2 separate regions of the Drosophila melanogaster genome follow, and region 2 is linked to region 1. Evidence: chromatin contacts called from public Hi-C data. All regions are on one chromosome and are shown on one strand. Each heading gives the region's core, a stretch centred on a gene start, on an enhancer-like site or on the middle of the called end of the contact. The rest is flanking DNA. Distances are from core to core; before and after follow the strand shown.

Region 1 (4,729 bases), core at 877-3,376:
CTCCTATGAATTGTCATTGGGTCAACCGCCTCGACTTCAAGTCGTTTGAGTCTCACGCAATTTGCTTTGAACAATTGCTAAATTGACATTTGTATGTGTGTGCATGTGTCTTACTTGTGGCTCCAATTCAAAATAGTTTATGGCAAATTTTTCTTTGTACAAGGAATTTTTTCTTTACTCGCACTATCCACAAACTTTTGCATATGTTTTCATTCAGTAGAAAGTTTGTAGTCCTTATAAAAACAATGTAATGTGTATGTACATATTATAGAGTTCAGTTTAAAAATTGAAAAATAAAAAGGAAAACCCAAGAAAATTATTTCTGTATATCCACCACAGTCCAAGCACTCGACCATATCGATCTTACTTGATTTTTGTTCTTTTTGCTCCGCCATGAGAAGTTGGCAAGCAACCTACGATGATCGCTGATGGTTTTTAATTACACGGCAGCTCGCAGACTATGCCCCTTAGCTCCCCAAAGTCGACGAAACTACGGGTTTGGCGACTACCGCGGCAATTAACAATCTTTTGGCGGCGACAACACTTAACGGTACAACATTTTGCAAATGCGAACGAACGCATCGATTACCTGATCGGAGCTACGCACCTGACGGCGTTGCCGAGGCAGGTGAAAATCGAACGAATTCAGAAAATATCACAGGCGGCAGCTACGCAAATTTTACGCAATTGGGGACAGGAAAAAAAATGCGAAGTGGGAAACTTTGGCGTTGGCCGGTTTTCCCAAAAACTAGTTTAGTACGAAACCTATTTTTTTTTTAGCAAACATTCAAAAACTTTGATAACTCAAGCAAAAACTTTGCCATCAATCAGTTACTCTTGAAACATCAAAAAAAAAAAACGCGACCATCACGAATGTATGTACATACATTAGTATATAATACTGACCCAGAAAGCCCCAACTACTTGTCTCCGAATGAAATGACAGCCAAAGAAGCCGGAGCAACAAACATTATAAAAAACGTTTGCCAAAAATGTGAAACCAGAACAATCCAAAATAAAAAGAGCCCGGCAAAATTGGCGGAGAGAATCGCTGTGTACAGACCTTCAGAAGCCATGAATCTGTTTTCGGTTTTTGTGCATCTGAAGGTTTTCATAAAAGATCTTTAGTATCGGTGTCGAAATTCGGCCTAACTAAAGTAACTCGATGATTAATACTGCTAATAATGTAAATCATTTTAAAGGAAACCCATTTTTAAAGTTTCTGTTTCCGGTCTTCGAACAGCAAGTTTTCAATGGCATGCGGAAAATTTGTTTCACCTTTGACGGGAAACCCTGATCACCGGTCAAATGACGCCTGTCTAGAAGTCATTTTCTTTCCTTGGGGATTCTCTTTTCCCTGGCAAACCGTAGAAAATCACTTCCCAGGCGGATCAGCGATTGAGTAAATGATTGATGGATTCCCAGCGCACAGTGCCTCCAATCTCGAATCTCAGATATCAACTACTCCCCCCCCAAACCTAATCAGATTAGCTGGATGTCATAACCCGGCATGGTTATGGCGATTTGGTATAGGTATAGGTTTTCACTTACCTGGCTACACCTGTGGCTAATATGATGATGGAGATCGTGGCAATGAAGGGCGGAGGCTGCGGCTATGCAACAATTGCGGTTGCATGTTGACCGGAAGTTTTCGGCTGGCCGCAAGGCAGGATATGGATATCGCTGGATATCGCTGGATATCGGTGGATGTCTGGTCTTGAGTTTATTGTATATTATAAATTCCCTTGCCAAAAGAGAGCCAAAAGAGAGTGCGAGAGGGCTTTGGACCGAGAGTTGGCCACTTTTCACACGCTTTCACTTGAACAAAAACTCAAAAAACTCAGCAAACACACAAAAACAAACTCAACTCGGCCACTATTTATTTTTCATCTTCATCTTCATTATTCAGGTTTGCAATCGCGGTTTGGTTTTTTTTTTTTTGGCAAAACAGGCAAAAGCCATCCAGCAACTAGTGGTTTGGCCTCGCAAAGACAAACAAACTATCAAAGACACACGCGCACGTCAACAAAAACACAACTGTGTGGCAACTGCGCAAATGCAAATGCAAAGACACTGTCAGCAAATGCAAACAAAGTCAGGGCAGCCGCTATGAATCAAAACAAACCGCCAGCAAATCGGTACGTCCGTTCGGTTTCGAGAGCAAAGAACGACTGATTGAAAAAGCAGTGGAGATCAGCGATGGTGGAGAGACGAGATGGTGGAGAGACGAAATGGTGAAGAATCGCGATGGTGGAGAAACGCGATGGTGGAGAAACGCAATGAGCATTCGGTAAAGACATCAACCAGCGGAGAGATCGGGCACTTGCTTTAGCCAAGACTCAAACCCACTTGGAGACTTTACCGCTGATAGTGTAACCGTTCAGTTCTCCAAACACTTTTTCGCGATTGTGGAGAAACGCAATGAGCATTCGGTAAAAACATCAACCAGCGGAGAGATCGGCCACTTGCTTTAGCCAAGGCTCAAACCCACTTGGAGACTTTACCGCTGATAGTGTAACCGTTCAGTTCTCCAAACACTTTTTCGGCGGCGGAAGTAAATGAAATGTACCCAAATGTGGCTTTCTACCTTTTTAGCCTTTCAATTTGTAATCCGAAAAAATTGTTTTTCAAATGGTTTTAATAAAAAAAAGGTATATTTTGCCATAATGAAAAAAACCAGTTAGGTGCCATTAGTTCTACGGACTTGGGTAAGGGAAACTATAAACACTTTCCCCAACTCATAGGATTAGTACTACTTCGACTGCTCTATAACTCCAATTTTTGTTAACATCTTAGTGGAGTGGATATCATTCTGCCTGGTAGTATTCACGAATATTCAGCTACATGTAAAAACACTTAACTAAATTCGAAGAGGAGCAAGATCTATGTATGTAATCTCTGCAAATAGATACTTGAGCAGATATACGAATAAGTACTTAGGGCTAGAAAGCTACTTATCGGCTAAATATTCAACTAAAGTATAGACAAAAAAAAATAAGGATTAGGTGTGTTTTTGGTACACTGAAGACTAGACTATACATATGGTCTAAATGGTAAACGGTAAGTAGGGTTTGATTTAGGTGGTTACATGTAAGTGTTGTTCAAGTGTGACTAGTATTTGTTTAGAGTTGGCTTATGAGTAGATCGGCTACAATTACGATTGTTGTCATGGAATGGAGCAAGATCGAGCAATATATATACAAGTATGCATATATGTATATATATATATATATATATATATATATATGGGTAATTCAATTGCTTGGCTGAGCGGGAGCTGGAGGAGCTGAAACTGGAGTCTGTTGTCTGCGCGGTCAAGCGACGATATCGCTACCCGGATTATAGCCAAAGTAGTTAAGGTTGAACTCGTCGCTGAAGAGTACTTCCTCCTCGGAGGGCTCCACTTGGTGCGACATCTGAATGCCGAGCTCCATGGGATCAATTTCGGTGATGTAGTACTGCGAGTTGCCGCCACCCATGTGGCTATTGCCGCCCATTTGGTTATTTTGGTTGTTATTGCCTCCGCCCAAGTTGGTGCCATGCTGCTGCCGTAGGACACTTTCCGTAACAACCACGTCCTTGTGTATGGGATTCAAATAGTCTTTGAATAGGATTGAAAGACAAGATGAGAGTTCATTGAATAATCATGGGATAAGTATGAACAAGATTAGTGTTAACTCACCATTATCCAACAGGACATCGTGGTAGGTGCTGATGATAGAGTTGACCGACTGTACTTCCACCTCGCGATGGATGCCATTCAGTATTTGACCCGCCGTCTTTCGCAGCTCATCGTCGCTCAACAGATCGTTGAAGGGCAGCAGTCTTTGGTGGTGTTGATTGTGATTTTGGTGATTCTGGTGGCTGTGGTGGTGGTGATGCTGCTGCTGCTGCTGCTGCTGCTGGCTTGTCTCAGTGCTGCCACCGCCGCTGTTAGTCTGCATCATTTCCTGGGTGAGAGTAGCAACTGCCACCGCCGCCTCATCGTACATGCAGCTACTGGCCTGTGGCATATGTTGCTGCTGTGCCGCCGAATGTTGTTTCTGCTGCGGCGAGTGCTGCTGGTGTTGCTGCTGATGCTGCTGCAGTTGCTGCTGTTGCTGATGCTGCTGTATACGCTCACGGTTAATCGACTCCATTTTGAAGAACAAATCCAGCCGCTGCTTCTTCTGCAAATGCAATGGGATTAATAGTTAGTTGTATGCGGTTGCCTGATGGATATCCACTTACATGCTCCCAGGCCAGAACATTCTCGGCGGAATCTCCGCTGGAAATGGCCCACAGGTGACCGGCTCCTTGGGGCGCTTTAACTCCCTTCCGAAAATGTGGGTTAATCGATAGATTATGTCGAACGGAGTTCTTCCAGCGGTCATCATTCGACTTGTAGTAGGGGAAACGATCGCTAAAATGTTGAGATAACATGGAATTAGAGACAGGCTTAAACGGAGACTTAAAGCTTTTGTGGTCCGCCATTTATCATCTATGTTTATCGTCTCTTTTAGGATTGGTTCTCCGACACAGACACTCACCACTGGCCAGTTGACCAATTGCAATGAAAGTTTCAGCCCCCATTTCGACCAGCCAATCCGGAACGGAAACGAGGCAATTTTCACGAAAACACGTCATTGAACAGCACTGCGGCAGACCCATACTAGTCCGTAGAATGCCTGACTGGGGTATACAGACACGGACACGGACACGGACATAAACATGGACACGGACACGGACA
Region 2 (4,689 bases), core at 1,144-3,643, 120 kb before region 1:
GATGGCATGTTCTGATCCTGAGCGATTCGCAATCCAATTGCCGCCCAGGTATTGACCCAAAGTATTCGATAGATAGCATAGCCTATTCGGCAAATATGGAACGAACTTAATTGTTTAACGTCAGGGTGGAACGGTTCTGTATTTAAGCTTATGACCTTAAAATCCATTTGCCATATCTCGATATTTTTTTAAAAGATACTTAACTCTAAGGCCATGGGTCAAATATTTGTTTTCGTTTTGCCTAAGAAACCCCGGGATCTGGCATTTTTGCTAAGATTCAGACAAGACAATAATTTAATTTGTTAATGTTAGCTCATTATGTTCATTCGATTCGAGTCGGGATCAAATAACTTTCAGTTAAAGTATATTTATTTTTGCCTATTTAGCAATCGAACCACCCTAGTTTGAAAAGTGCGTGTCATAGCTATAAGAAGAAAATCGTAGTCAACTCTCGAAATGAGATGTAAAACCTTACTTAATGCAATTTCATTTTTAAGATTAAAGCTCCTAAAATCTATTTACATATATGTTTGTTTAATAAGTTAATTCGGTAGCTGACTTTATATGGCTTTACCTGCAACTGCACAATATTCTTATGGTTCTGAAACGCACTGTAGGCACACACATGATATATGTATGTGTATATCGGAATTATTTGCGCCGATGTATACAGCCTAGGGTTAACTTAGCCTTAATTAAATTTTGCACAAATTACTTAACAACTCACCCAACCAAACACACTCACACTCAAACATAAGCAGCGGCAAACCAAATGTATGTATAAAGCAAGAGAATAAAGCAATGGATATACACTTATTTGACACACTATACAGCGCCGGTCGGAAGCCATTGGCCGGAAAATTTATCACACTTTTCGGAAAATATGCTGCAACTCTGAACTCTGGACTGGCGGCCACTGAACTGGGCATCCTCCAATGCGGGCACGTGGAGGAGGCTGCAGAAATTGTGCTCATTGACATGCTGCAAACAAGCTGCAACTAAGTCCAAACTACACCGAGAAAAACTATCTGTTGCTGGTGAGATGTCTTGAATTATTGTGGACGTGTTTCGGGTAATGATGGCACCTAAGGTGCACGGCTATTGACCCATATATGTACATATATTCGTACTATATATAATATAGTATTATTTCGAATTATCGCATTTGTGTTGCCAACATTTTTCTCAGTGTGAAAAGGCGGCGGGTGGTGGCAGAACATGCTTTCCATTCACAAAAAGCATTCATTCACCTCGCCAAAGCAAAAAGAGTTGTGCCCCTCAGGATGTAAGGATGTGAGGATGTGGATAAGCACACGGATGTGGATGAGGGGCAGTTGGGAGTGAAACTGCGACAGCTCCACGCGCCTGCAAAGGTACATATTTGCATAAATAAGTAGACACACTCTCGGTTAATGAAGAACTTAATTCGCATCACAAACAGAAGTTTGTCGCCTTTTAATTGGGAAATGTTTCGGTTTTGAGGCTTTAAGGCAGGCGAATCGCAATTTCTTTCTAGGCAGCATATAAATGTGTTGAACGTCTTTGTATTTGGGGAAATTTCTTAATTAATTTATGGTTTCAATCTTTTTAAAGAGTCCTCTTAGAAATAGTTTGACATTTACGTGTGCCTTATATACATGGTAATTTACTAGTAGCAGCTCAAGATGAACAAATCAAAAAATGCTAAAAACGTGGAATTCTAAATTAAACTATATACATTTAAATTAGTGAAAAGCTCATCCGGCGATCAGCTTTGGTCTGCGATTGCTGGCTGGAAAGCTCACGGCTGGCGTCAACAAGTGGCTTTTCCACCGCTTTTCCACAACTTTTCCACCCCCACATCCGGATCCATGGAAGCCACCGCTTTTCTTAGCCGCGAACCAGGTCAGTGAGCCGCAAAGAAATGCTTTTGAGTGGGAGCTGCCAAGCTTTTCCGAGCCGCCCGGACTCGGCTTTTCCGATGCACAGCTCGCCGGGCCGAGGGAAAATGATTTAAATTCATCCGCTCAGCGGCGGCGGCTCCCAGTCATCGGCCGAAAGTGTTTGGAAACGGTTCGTTGGCATTCCGACAGGAGCATTTAGAGCCACAGCAGCCCCACCGCCTCCCAGTCGATTGGGCGCCAAAAAATCTGTTCTCCTTCGGCAGTTGCCCCAAAAATTCAAAAATATTCAAAATATCAAATTGGCGCCCAACAGAAGAAAAGACAGTGTATTGTGCGTTTACACTGCTGTGGTTTCTAAACCGTTTTCAATGTTTTTTTTTTTGTTTGCCGTGTTTGAAGTGCCAAGGAAGCGTTTTCAGTGCCTAATGCCGAGTGTTTTCCAAGTGCTTGCATTCAATCGAAATTATTGAATTTTTACATTTTTGTCTTGTTTTTTCCTGTTGCTGCAGTTAACATATCAGTTAAAACATATGTACTTACGAAAATATAAAGTGAATACCATCCGAATTGAAAGGAAATCTTGAAAATCGTTGTCAAATTTACAATCAGTGTTAAACAACGGAAGGAAGGAAATCCAGGCATTGAGAGGATTCTGAAATCAAAAACACATCTGAATTTAAGTTTACCATCATCTGAATTTAACTTAACATCAAGTAGCAAATATCAAATATATATAATCACTATAATAAATTACATATTTAGTGTGAATCGCATATTTAATCCCAAATCTATATATCTTAATCTTAATCAAAATCTGTACGATCAAGAGTGTCAAAAGCATAAATCTAAGAGTGCAATCAACTTGATTGAGACTAGAAAACCTATATCGAGCTATGTAATAATATCAAGATTTTAGACAAGTCTAAGTGAACACAAGTTTATTGTTCTGTACAATCTGTTTCTTAATACACCATAATCGAATATAACCGAATAGTCTTAACAAACCCATTGAGAAAAGCTATTGAAAGTACGCTGAATATTATTAAGAACACTAAGAACCATTGATATAAATGAACATACAAGAAGAGCTTAAAAATGCATCCCATACTTGATCGTTACTATAGCGATCGATATCAGATCAAGCTTATAACCCGATATTTGATCGAACTCCTTCGATTGCGAAAGAAAACAAAGCGCACTTCCGAATTATCGGAGTAAAGAACTGAACTGAAAAAAAAAAAAATAAAAATATAACAAGCCATCGTTTTTAAAACCCGGTTTCAAGACACCTCATAAAGAGTCCAAATTGAACCATATCGAACTCAAAACCGAACTTATGATATAAACTGTATTCCCGAAATTGAGAACATTGAAATCGCGGTCGCAGTTCGCTACATCAAACCGATGTAGTTCCATTGATGCTTTGCAACCGGAGCGCTCATTCCAAGCCGAATATATTCATCATGAGTGTCCAGGGCCGCCCAGGATATGTGATCACATAAGGACAACGCCAAGTCGCAGGTGAGAAGCCTTGGGACCAGTGACTCAAATTCAATTTCGTTGTCATTAAGTTGTTGGCACTGCCATTGCTGTGTTGTTGCTTTCGTTGTTATCGTTGTTATCATTATCATTATCATCGCTGTGTAGCTCTTACTTATGTCATTTGCAATTACAAATGCTATTGCGATTACAATTAATGATGAGTACATGAGCAAGTTGCGAACCCAAGGCAGGTATCCTCTGCCACAGCCGAGCCAGTCGAGCCAGTCTATCCAGTCGAGCGGGAAAAACAAGAAGGACACTTGAGGAAGCTGGCCTCTTAATGCCTTTTACTGCGCATTAGTGAGGCAAGTGCTTAGGACGTTGGCAGAATGGAGTACCGCACCACCCATCGGCAAGTTAGCGTCGCCACTAGTTGGGTGTCTTGTTTTCTACATTTTCGAGGTTTCGATTTAATTTGTTGATTAAAAATGCAGACCTTTCACCATTCACCCTTCACTATTCACCATTTGGCATACCCATTTGGATATTTGGCTACTTGGTTAGCTTGGATGCTGGATGCTTGGATGCTTGGATGTGCGAGTGTCCTTGTGTATCTGGCAGTTAATTAGAATTGCGTTGGCCCGGTTGACGGCTCCTTGTTTTGATTGTGCCAGACAGACGCTTAGACAACTCACGACTTGCCTACAATTTGGGCTTTTCTCCCCACACATGCTCGCGCCCCATCCAACCACTCCTGTGCTACGTACTACACTGAGCGAAATCAGCGCGGCCCGCTAGGATATCACACATTAAATTTATGTGAAAAACCTTTTAGTTGATACAATGTCGCTGTTTTTTTGGTTTTTTTTTTGTTTTTCTAATTTCAAGATGTGATAATGTGATTTAGCAGCTAAGTCTCTGCAGTTTTCCTCGGTGCCACGGCGCATATACAGTTTGGTAGGGCCGGAGGACATCGGTGTCCTTGCATTTGCCAAGAGGGTACCATCTGCCTGGTGGCCTCCCCTTATGCACATCCTTACCCCATTTTCCTTGGCGCTCGCTTGTCGCTTGTTTCTTCTTTGTCACGAGTAGATTTTTCATGGACTTGAAATTGTTGCCTTCGCCATCGTTTCGCCAGCGGAATAATATGAATTTGATTGTTGCTTGTTGCTATTTGCCTTTTCGCCTGGAAATTGGTTTGTAAGATACCATTTGGGCCAGAGCTTAAGTTACGTTACAATAATAATAACTATTCCAAAAACACATCAACTGCTCCACCTGCCATTTGTGTCTTTTGAAGTGTTTAGTTTTGTGCCGCACAAAA

The links. Hi-C and Micro-C count contacts between places; a contact is called where the count stands out from the background.
Region 2: a contact with region 1 is called in a Hi-C map of the Kc167 cell line, with 7 times the contacts expected there. The contact joins the promoter of CG42541 here to the promoter of ec in region 1. A contact is called at or near these places in 7 of 107 Hi-C or Micro-C datasets (the Kc167 cell line, the ML-DmBG3-c2 cell line, the S2 cell line and 3 more).

Annotation. Positions count from the first base shown.
Region 1 is chrX:3,809,095-3,813,823 of dm6, reverse strand. It overlaps ec (echinus), which reads right to left and starts at 2,126. Exons shown (of 6, transcript NM_130722.4): 1 at 1,552-2,126. It overlaps fd3F (forkhead domain 3F), which reads right to left. Exons shown (of 5, transcript NM_166991.3): 3 at 4,231-4,402; 4 at 3,683-4,169; 5 at 2,784-3,601. The coding sequence ends at 3,315.
Region 2 is chrX:3,928,282-3,932,970 of dm6, reverse strand. CG42541 reads left to right here and starts at 2,393. Exons shown (of 13, transcript NM_001272295.1): 1 at 2,393-3,404. It overlaps CG2938, which reads left to right. Exons shown (of 4, transcript NM_001272297.2): 4 at 1-815. The coding sequence ends at 15.